Regions from separate parts of the Sus scrofa genome. Here region 1 is linked to region 2. The links are chromatin contacts, called in public HiChIP or PLAC-seq maps. All regions are on one chromosome and are shown on one strand. The core of a region is the stretch at or near the end of the contact, and the rest is flanking DNA. Distances in the headings are between cores, read along the strand shown. Region 1 has its middle 28 kb from the start of URB2. Region 2 overlaps GALNT2 (polypeptide N-acetylgalactosaminyltransferase 2).

Region 1 (4,445 bases), core at 25-2,524, 260 kb after region 2:
AGCATGTTCTACTATCAGCCAGAACCTTGTGCTAAAACCATTCCCACCATCAATCACCGCTAACTGCCTTATGGCTGCTTCTTCCTCAAAGGAAGAAAGATTTTCCTCCCAGGAAATGGACCCAGCTGAGGAGCAAGAACAGCTTTTGTGGAGAATCACCATGAATCTATTACCTTCTCCGGTCATAGAACTTGCCCCACACTTCTGCATCGAGTGGGGGTGGGTGTAGGACAACCAGAGGGTGACAAGGTGACAATAGCCAAAGTAGGGGGGAGGATGCTTGTGAGGGGACGGTGGCAACTGGGAACAGGAGGACGGAGGGACAAGGGGAAGGCTGATACCAGGTAACTGGGAACAGGAGGGGCCGGAGGACAAACCCCCTGAGTGAGGAGGCTCCAGTGGGAGGGCTCACTGTTAGCAGCTGGTGGCTGAGTGGGAACAGAGGTGGAGACACCCAGTCAGAAGAGCCTCAGTGTGGATGCCGAGGCTACAAAGAGTGGCAGCAGGAAGCAAGAGAGGATCTGGATCCAGAGCCCAGGTCACCAGCTAGCAGGAGGCGGGTGGGAGCCCTTGGGGCAGAAATGTCTGCAATGACAGGGGAGGAGTCCTCCAGCCCACGGCCCAAGACAACACCTGTGACACTGTTGAAAGATGGTTAGGGAGGAACGTGACAGAGAAGCTTGAGACCCTCAGAAAGGAAAGTGAGATGAAACAGAGAAAGGAAGAGTGTTAAGGAGACACAGGATGGAACGAAGAATCAAAACTGATCCAGCCTTGGCCTCTGCAGCGGATTTCATGAGACTTAAAGCATCAAGTGGGAGCCAATTAGATAAGAGAGGCAGGGTGGCAGGGAATTACTTGGAGATCAGAAGGAGAAACCAGGCAAAAGAGAAAAGTTTCAACCCAGATCCCTCCTGGGGACCTCCTGGGCTGGGAAGGCCAGTCGCTCCACCCCATTGGGAGTGATCAGGGCCAGGCTGTACTGCTCAGGACACCCTGGGCAGCTCCCATGTTAATCCTTCTCTCCTCCCAACTTCCAACACATCTGTTCTGCATGTCACGTGCCTGTCTTTGGCCAAAACCAGTGTGACAAGTGTAGTCCACGCAGCCTCCTAAGGGCCCTGCTGGTTCCTTGTCACAGCCCCCTGCTTCCCGGCCGCAGCACCCCTTCCAAAATGATCGTACTTGTCTGACGGAGGAAGCGAACTCCACAAGGACCAGCACCAGCCCAGACAGAGGAGGGTGATGCCCACTTGTCAGAGGCACGAGACACACAGGCCTCCAGTGCAGAGAGCTGGGGCCACACAAGTCAGAGGAGGTCTGCCTCAGGCCCAGCCCCTTGTAGTCACTCCCGAAGGCACCCCCCTGCCAGGTGGACAGTGGCCAGGGCCACCCCTCACCCCTCTCTGCCTGTGAGGTCTACTCTAATAAAATAAAACTGAACACAGCCTAGTCCCCATAGTTACTACTAAGAAAACTTTCCTCTTCCCACTTAACCTCCAAAATAAAGTGGAAACCATTCTCCCTGGGGAAGGCGTAAAGTTCAAATTGAGACAACCGTGGAAATGAGGACACATGTCTCACCTTGCAGGCGCAGGGACCCAGGCCTCCTAGTCCTTTGTCCCTTCCCTCCCAGGCTACAGGCTCCTCCTGAGCAATCTCCAGGAGCCTAGAGCTGTGGCCCCGCAGTGCCACCCTGAGGACGCTTGAGGAACTGCCCAGGTCCCTACCCCAAGCAAGCTCCCCAGCACGGGGACTCCAAGCACTCTCACTTTCAGTCTTCCTGAACTAGCAGAGACAGGCAAATCTGTGAGGGCCTCTGAGACCAGCGACCACCCCCACTCCCCCACCTCCATGCAGGCATTTGACCAAGACGGTAAAGCCAAGGACAGAGTTTAATGCCGGCTTTGTTTACAGCCTGTGTCCTTGAAAGGCCCACTCTGGCTCTAGCACACATCTCCAGGTGTGAAAAGGAAATAATGTCATCAACCTCTCTCAGAGGATGCTGCAGGGAATGAATTTGGTCAAAGCAGAGCATTAAGCAAAAGATAGCAGACCACTCGAATGCGTTTCTGGTTACCAGAGTTGAGGAAGCTCTACACACAAAATGTCTAGACAGAGGGAAGGAAAGGGATAAAACAGTTAGCAAAGCAGAATTATCTCCCAGACTGAGTCAGCCAACACAAGAAATATAACCAAATCTCAGTCATGAAACATGGGCAATTTCCTTTAGGTAGCCAAAAAAGCCATTTTATACTGTCTGATCCAATTTCATGAACTTGAAAATTAGGGTTTTTTTTTTTTTTTTTTAAGCCTTTTGCTTAGGGATGATCTTTCAAATAATTTAAGCCTATATTTTAACTGACAAAAAAAGGGGTATCAGGAGAAGTTCAACATAAATTCCAGAGATAATGAGTAAGAAAAAATGCAAATATCCCAATTAAGAGGCTAATACCACATAAGAAACATAATTGTATAATTTATGTAAGAAATTTAAAAATGGTAAATATAGGAGTTCCCTGGTGGCCTAGCAGTTAATGATCCAGCATTATCACAGTTGTGGCTCAGGTTCGAGTCCTAGACGGGAACGTTTGCATGTTCCAGGCGTAGCCCCCAAAAAAAAAAGTTGTGTGTGGGGGGGTAAATATAAGGAGTTCCCACTGTGGCTCAGTAGGTTAAGAACCTGACATAGTCTCCATGAGGATATGTGTTCAATCCCTGGCCTCATTCAGTGGATCCAGCGTTGCCATAATCTGTAGTGTAGGTCACAGCTGCGGCTCAGATCTGGTGTTGCTGCAGCATAGGCCAGCAGCTGCAGCTCTGATTCAACACCTAGCCTGCAAACTTCTATGTCATGGGTGTGACTGTAAAAATCTAAAAAATAAAAAAAAAATTTAAAGCAAATATAAAAAATGGAAAAATCTTGGGAGTTCCCATCGTGGCTCAGTGGTTAACAAATCTGACTAGGAACCATGAGGTTGCGGGTTCGATCCCTGGCCTTGCTTAGTGGGTTAAGGATCCAGCGTTGCTGTGAGCTGTGGTATAGGTTGCAGACATGGCTCAGATTCTGCGTTGCTGTGGCTCTGGTGTAGGCTGGTGGCTACAGCTCCGATTCAACCCCTAGCCTGGGAACCTCCATATGCCGAGGGAGTGGCCCAAGAGATGGCAAAAAGACAAAAAAAAAAAGGAAAAATCTCTTCTCAATTAGAGAAATTCAAAACTAAGTAACATTTCTCTATCAAGGAGGCATAAAACCAAATCAATACTATTTTCACTAGAAGGAAAATAAATGTGTACACTTTCTGGAGGGCAATTTGGCAATAATTACATAATATTTATATAAACCATTATTTACATTTATATAAACATTAAGTACATAAATATTATAAACATATTTATGTTTGTAATAACTGAGAACTTTTGGACAAATAATAAAACTTATAGGAATCAATCTTACAGAAATAATTATAAAGACAGAAGGAAAGAGCTGGCTGCAAGCACCATCTACGAAAGGAACTTTGGAAAGAATCTGATGTCTACCATATGAAAGTTATTTATTTATTTATTTGCTTTTTAGGGCTACACCTATGGCATATAGAAGTTCCCGGGCTAGGGGTCAAATCAGAGCTTCAGCTGCCAGCCTACACCACAGCCACAGCAACAAGGGATCCGTGCCTCCTCTGCGACCTAAACCAACAGCTCACGGCAACACCAGATCCATAACCCACTGGGCGAGACCAGGGATCGAACTCACATCCTCATGGATACTAATCAGCTTCGTAATCTGCTGAGCCACAATGGAAACTCCAACCATGGGAGATTGCTTAAATAAATAGCAGTATCTACTCAACGGACTCCTTTGCAGCCATTAGGTCAAGTATGTGTGTAGACCCCAAGATGTTACTGAAATATTACACAGAAGAAAAAAGCTGGGTAACTAAAACAAACTAAAAACTGTACTTATGATCCAATCTGACAACTATACATTTACTTAAATGTGTACGCACACACACATGTACAACGGGATGGGGATGGAAACGCCTACTCACAGGGGACAGTGGCTATCTGAGCAGCTGAGACTGGGAGTAGTTAAAATTTATTCCCTTTTATTTTTATTTTCTGAAGTTATTATAATGAAATACATTGATAAGCCAATATTTAAAAACAAAAGCCACACAAAACACAAAGAGTATTGCTTAAATTTTTAAAAATATTCTTCTCCATCATGGTCTATCCCAGGAGACTGGATATAGTTCCCTGTGCCAGACAGTAGGACCTCACTATTTATCACAGACAGTTTTGGGTGATTTTATTTTTTATTTTTATTTTTTGCTTTTTAGGGCCACACCTGCAGCATGTGGAAGTTCCCAGGCTAGGGGTCGAATTGGAGCTACAGCGGCCAGCCACAGCCATAGCAACTCAGGATCTGAGCTGCATCTGCAACC
Region 2 (5,007 bases), core at 2,026-4,525:
CCAGACAAATCCTTTCGGGCACCCAGCAGGAGCACCTGGGACTTAGGGCTTCTTCTTAGGACCCCCTGCCCCCACCCCAGTGCCTGGACCAGGGAGGGTCCTGGAGCTGAACACACCATCACAAAGGGCTGCCTGCCTCCGTGGTCTGGTCAGACGGGAGGCACAGATGTAAACTCCACCCATCTGGGAGGAAACCACCCAGAACAGATGACCTCCCAGTAGAAGTAGCCACAGGGGCAGAGGAGTCAAGGGAAGCCATCCAGAGCCGCACCCACGATGTGCCAGGGACGCCACAGCATGTGGGGACACAGGCCAGCAAGAGTCCACCAGCACCACACATGTGTGTGCACCCCGCGTCCCAGCCCTGCAACCCACATGACATACCTGCCTGCTGTCGTTCTCCCGGCAGCCCTGCAGCTTGATGAGGGAGCCGGGCGCCCGGTCCACCACAGTCAGGCATAGGTCCATGTGCTTCACTGACTTCTCCTTGGTCAAGGCCCACTCCTGCAACACAAACCCAGGTCAGGGGCCCCAGAGGGGCCGGGCACACTGGGGACCAGCCTTAGGAGCTCCGAACAGCTCAGGACCAACAAATGACTTTATGCCAAAGAGCAAATCTGCACGCGGGGTATCATGGAGCCTTGTGACTGGGCACCCAGGTGAACCGTGGTGACCGTTTCAGCCCAAACGCAGGGTGGAGCTCCGCACCCGTTTCCGGTGGTAAAATGTGAGCTGTGAACACTGTCACTCAAGCTCTGCTGCCCAAAGGGATGGACAACTTCAGGGTCAACGTGGGGACTTTGCCCCCAGCAGGTATGGTGTGGAAACAGCATTTGTGACTGCGGATTGTCATGTGTGAAAATTACAAATCACACACAGCATGTTTAGCCTCCTCTAAGTTGGCCCACAGATGCTCAGAGAGTTCTGAGGTCCCTGGGGATGGATCTAGGTATCTACACATATGGCGCACAGCCAGCCTGGGTACTTATGATGTCCGGGCACCATTTAAGCCCTTTACACAACAGCCCTATGAGAAGCTATGGTTATCCCCTTTTTACAGATGAGAAAACTGAGCCAGAGAGCTGAAATAACTTGCCCGTGATCTCAACACACACACACACACACACACACACACACACACACACACCACACACACACACACACACACACACACAGGCCGAGAGTAGAACCATTTCTTCTGAACACCAAACAAGAGCATCTGAAAGGGAAGGAGGCTGGGGAGGTGACAAGATGGGTGAGTGTGGCCTCAGGTGGGAGAGGGGGCTGGGAGCTCCGCTCTGGGCAGGAGGGTGAGGCTTCTGACCTTTACTCTAGGACTTGACCTATTCAAAGGGACGAAACCCAAGAGAACCCTCAGGATCTAGATGCAGCAAGGGTTATTCTAAGTAAGAATCCCCCAGGGGTGCCCTCCCAGTGCCCCTTCTGCTGTTTGTCCACCCCAATGACTGTCCACTGAGCACCGGCAGCAGCTCAGGTGCTTTCAGAGGGCTGGACCCACGCAGCAAACACACAGGCCAGGCCCTGCCTTCCATCACTCTCACCAGGTAGCGAGAGCAGGCGGCACGCCTCATGCCACTCTGGGCTCTGGCAAGTGCTTCCAGAGACTGTTTTCCTTTTCTCTGTTTTCAGGGGATGGAGCCCAGGAAACACAATCTTTTAAAGAAGCTCATTGCTCGGTGCCTCCATCTCCTGGAGCAGATGGCCTATTATGGGGAAGGATTACCACCCGGCGGCCACATGCACCCCTTACATGGCCGCGGAGAGACGTGGTGCTCAGAGGAGTTGGGCACAGCTGGAGAGAGGTTGGGGACAGCCCCTGTAGCCCCCTGGCAGGCTTCCTCCTCTCCTGACAGGGAGTCAGGCCCTGCGCCCCCCTCTCTGCCCTCAGCTTTCGACTTCTCCCCTTTTCATCAGTGCTTCTCAAAGTGGACTCCGAAAGAATCTTATGAAAACTTGGTTCCAGGTCAAATAAATTTGGGAAACACTGAATTTGGGCCAAGTGCCTCTCTTGCAAATTCATAGCATCCCTGAAAAGGCTCTGAAAATCCTAGAGGAGAAGAACCTGCTTGGCCTGTTTTTCATGGGTTGTCCAAACTTGGGAGCGAGCAGAGGGCTGGCTCCTTGCCCCCCTGTCCCCACGGGCAGAACCGGCTTGGAAGGGCCACAGGCCAGGCCAGTCTCCCACAATGCTGTCCTTGGGGGCGCGGGTTGGGGGGGAGTGATCCCAAAGCGCCAACAGGCATGAAGGAGGTCCCAGGATGGAGTAGCCCCTGCACCCTGCATGCTTTTAGGTATTTGTGTGAAACAGTGACACAAAGATACCCTCCCCGCCCCAACTTGGGAAGAGGAGTAATGGGTGGATCGACCCCAGGGAGAATAAGATTTTCCATCATTCTTGGAGGCAGGTGTTGGCAGATGTTAGGGGTTTGCTGACACTCAGTTTAAAGCTCAGTTTGAATGTTTCTATGACCTTCTTGCTATTGTGTGCTTTCTTATTTTACTTTAGTTCATTTATTCTTTTTTGTTTGTTCAGGGCTGCACCTGCAGCATATGGAGGTGCCCAGGCTAGGGGTAGAATCGGAGCTGTAGCCACCAGCCTACGCCACAGCCACAGCCACGCCAGATCCAAACCACGTCTGCAACCTACACCACAGCTCACGGCAACGCCAGATCCTCATCCCACTGAGTGAGGTCAGGGATCGAACCTGTGTCCTTGTGGATATTAGTCAGATTCCTTTCTGCTGAGCCACAAAAGGAACTCCCAGTTTTATGTATTCTTTTTAGGGCAGCACCTATGGCATGTGGAAATTTCCAGGCCAGGGGTCAAATTGGAGCTGCAGCCGCCAGCCTACACCACAGCCACAGCAACGCGGAATTCGAGCCACATCTGTGAACTACACCACAGCTCATGACAACGCCGGATCCTTAACCCACTGAGCAAGGCCAGGGATTAAACCCACATCCTCATGGATACTAGTCGGGTTCTTAACCCGCTGAGCCACAATGGGTACTCTGTGTGCTTCCTTATTTTAAAACAGACCTATACCAAATTCAGCTATGGGAACAGCAAGGAAAGTTGCCACTCTGTCCTTCTGCAATGATCTGTATTTCCAAAATGAAGTACATAAATATTTAAGAAATGCTTTTCTGAGCTGCCACTCAAAAAATTTCCCCACTTCCTGTGTGTCTGCCAAGGCCCTGCCAGAAACCACATGACACACTTTACTGACCCAGAGCACGGCCAGGTTCCCGCTAGGAAACGTTACTCACCCCTCATTCCTCATCCTCAGAGCTGACTTTTCCTCAGCTCAGACGGGACTGGCCCTGGGAGGTGCAGGAGCCGCTGGGCACCAGCTTCCACCCCCCAGGACGGTTCCCCATGTGGTGGTCCCTGCACTCGGGGCGTCTGAATTCACCACAATGAAACCAGGAGAAACCTGACATCCTCGGTCGCACTGGCCCCGTGCTGAGGGCTCCGTCCCCACACCTGGCTGATGGCTGCTGTGCTGGGTGGGGCAGACCGAGAACATTCTCTTCAGCACGCAAATGCCCCTAGGCAGGGCTGGTCTGGACAGCAGCTCGCAGCCCAGGCTGGACCATGGAGGACGCCGTGCCTACTGGGCCCTGCTCACGTGTCCCCATTTAGGGTCACCCACCCCCAGAGCTTTCAAACACGCCAATGCTCTCTGACCCGACTCAGGAAATCAGGCTCTCTGGGTGTGGGACCCAGGATCGGTGCTTCCCGAAAGCTCTCGGGCTCCTCCCGGGCAAAGCCGTGGGGCAGAGCCCAGGGGCAGGGAGGTGTCTGTCTTGGGACCCGGATGGAGCCAGATGGATGGGGGCTGTCCCGCCCTGCGCCTCATGTGTCTAACTGACCATGTCCAGGCCACCTGGAGCAACCATGAGGATGGAAAGGGAAGGAAGTCACCCAGCCACTCCCCGGAAGGACATGGGACAGCCACCTTCACACAAAAGCAGGCACTTTCTTTTGGAAATAGTTCTACTGAAAGGCCCTGGGATCAATAAATGTGGGAGACACTGAGGTCAAGCACCTTTTGTTAAAAACAGCAACCCCCCACCCCCAAGCAGGAGATGACAAGACACAACACTGCCCGACCATTTCTGTGCACAAAGCCCTCATCTTACCAAATGCCCGCTGTTACCTCACAGGAAAAACCGCCTTCTAGATCATGGTCCTTTTGGACACAGAGGCCATGGCTGGGCCTCTCCCTTTCCGCGAGACAGAAGGTGGCGGGCTTTACACCGAAGCCCTTGTTATCTAACAGGCAGCCGTGGCGCGGGGGTTAAGTGCTTATGGGCACGGATGTGGGCAGGTGCAGGCGCAGACACAGTCAGGTGCCCTGGGGTGAGCACACACTGGGGGGACAGAGGAGGCGGGGGATGATGGGCTGGGAAGGAGCAAGGCTACCCTCCCTGTAGCTGTGACGACAAAGCCAGGTCAGTGCTCACCCGAGGCTGAGAAGGGGCTCGGGGCAGACATCTCTCGTCCCAGGAGAAGGGTGGCCACAGGACTTGTGACCTCAGCAACCCACCCACCCCGTTCCCTCATCCCCCCTACGCACATACCTGGTTCCCCCCAGCGTTGTGACACTCGTAAACTCCGACGACACCGTCAGCAAAATGTCCCAAAGTGTCCAGGCAGTTGGTTCCCTGCTGCAAGGCCCCAAAAGCTATATCCTGATGGTCGGGAACCCTGGAACCAACGAGAGAGACACTCACTCCATCGGCAGGGCCCCCACCTCCGTGCCCCACCCCACTCCACTGCCCAGAGCCTTCGCCTCAGGACCAGGCAGGGCAGCGAGAGCCGGCGTCCCCAGGCCATAGGCCCCCAGCACAGTCCTGGCTGTGCCAGAAGACAGCACTACTCTGAGCGTCTCCATTTCTAACCCGGATTTTAAGCTGAAGTCTTCTTTCTATGTACCAGAGGGATTTTTTCTGGAAAGGAAGAGCTCCTTTTCTCTTCGG

The links. HiChIP or PLAC-seq counts read pairs in DNA pulled down with a chosen protein or histone mark.
Region 1: an H3K27ac HiChIP or PLAC-seq map of alveolar macrophages shows a contact between it and region 2. The contact joins two enhancer-like sites. A contact is called at or near these places in 3 of 5 promoter capture datasets (fetal liver, liver and skeletal muscle), 29 of 47 Hi-C or Micro-C datasets (adipose tissue, alveolar macrophages, blood and 15 more) and 2 of 2 datasets of contacts at active chromatin or transcription factors (alveolar macrophages and skeletal muscle).

The regions. Positions count from the first base shown.
Region 1 is chr14:60,224,152-60,228,596 of Sscrofa11.1, forward strand. No RefSeq gene overlaps it. Among named protein-coding and RNA genes, the nearest start is that of URB2, 28 kb to the right of the region's middle. Within about 2 kb of position 1,275, at least 15 of the 83 cell types and tissues checked have an H3K27ac peak or open chromatin away from gene starts, as enhancers often do. A contact at or near this core is called in alveolar macrophages, embryonic fibroblasts and retroperitoneal adipose tissue, where this site is marked.
Region 2 is chr14:59,966,851-59,971,857 of Sscrofa11.1, forward strand. It overlaps GALNT2 (polypeptide N-acetylgalactosaminyltransferase 2), which reads right to left. Exons shown (of 16, transcript XM_001927774.6): 14 at 4,609-4,735; 15 at 385-504. Among named protein-coding and RNA genes, the nearest start is that of PGBD5, 130 kb to the left of the region's middle. Within about 2 kb of position 3,276, at least 7 of the 83 cell types and tissues checked have an H3K27ac peak or open chromatin away from gene starts, as enhancers often do. A contact at or near this core is called in alveolar macrophages, embryonic fibroblasts and retroperitoneal adipose tissue, where this site is marked.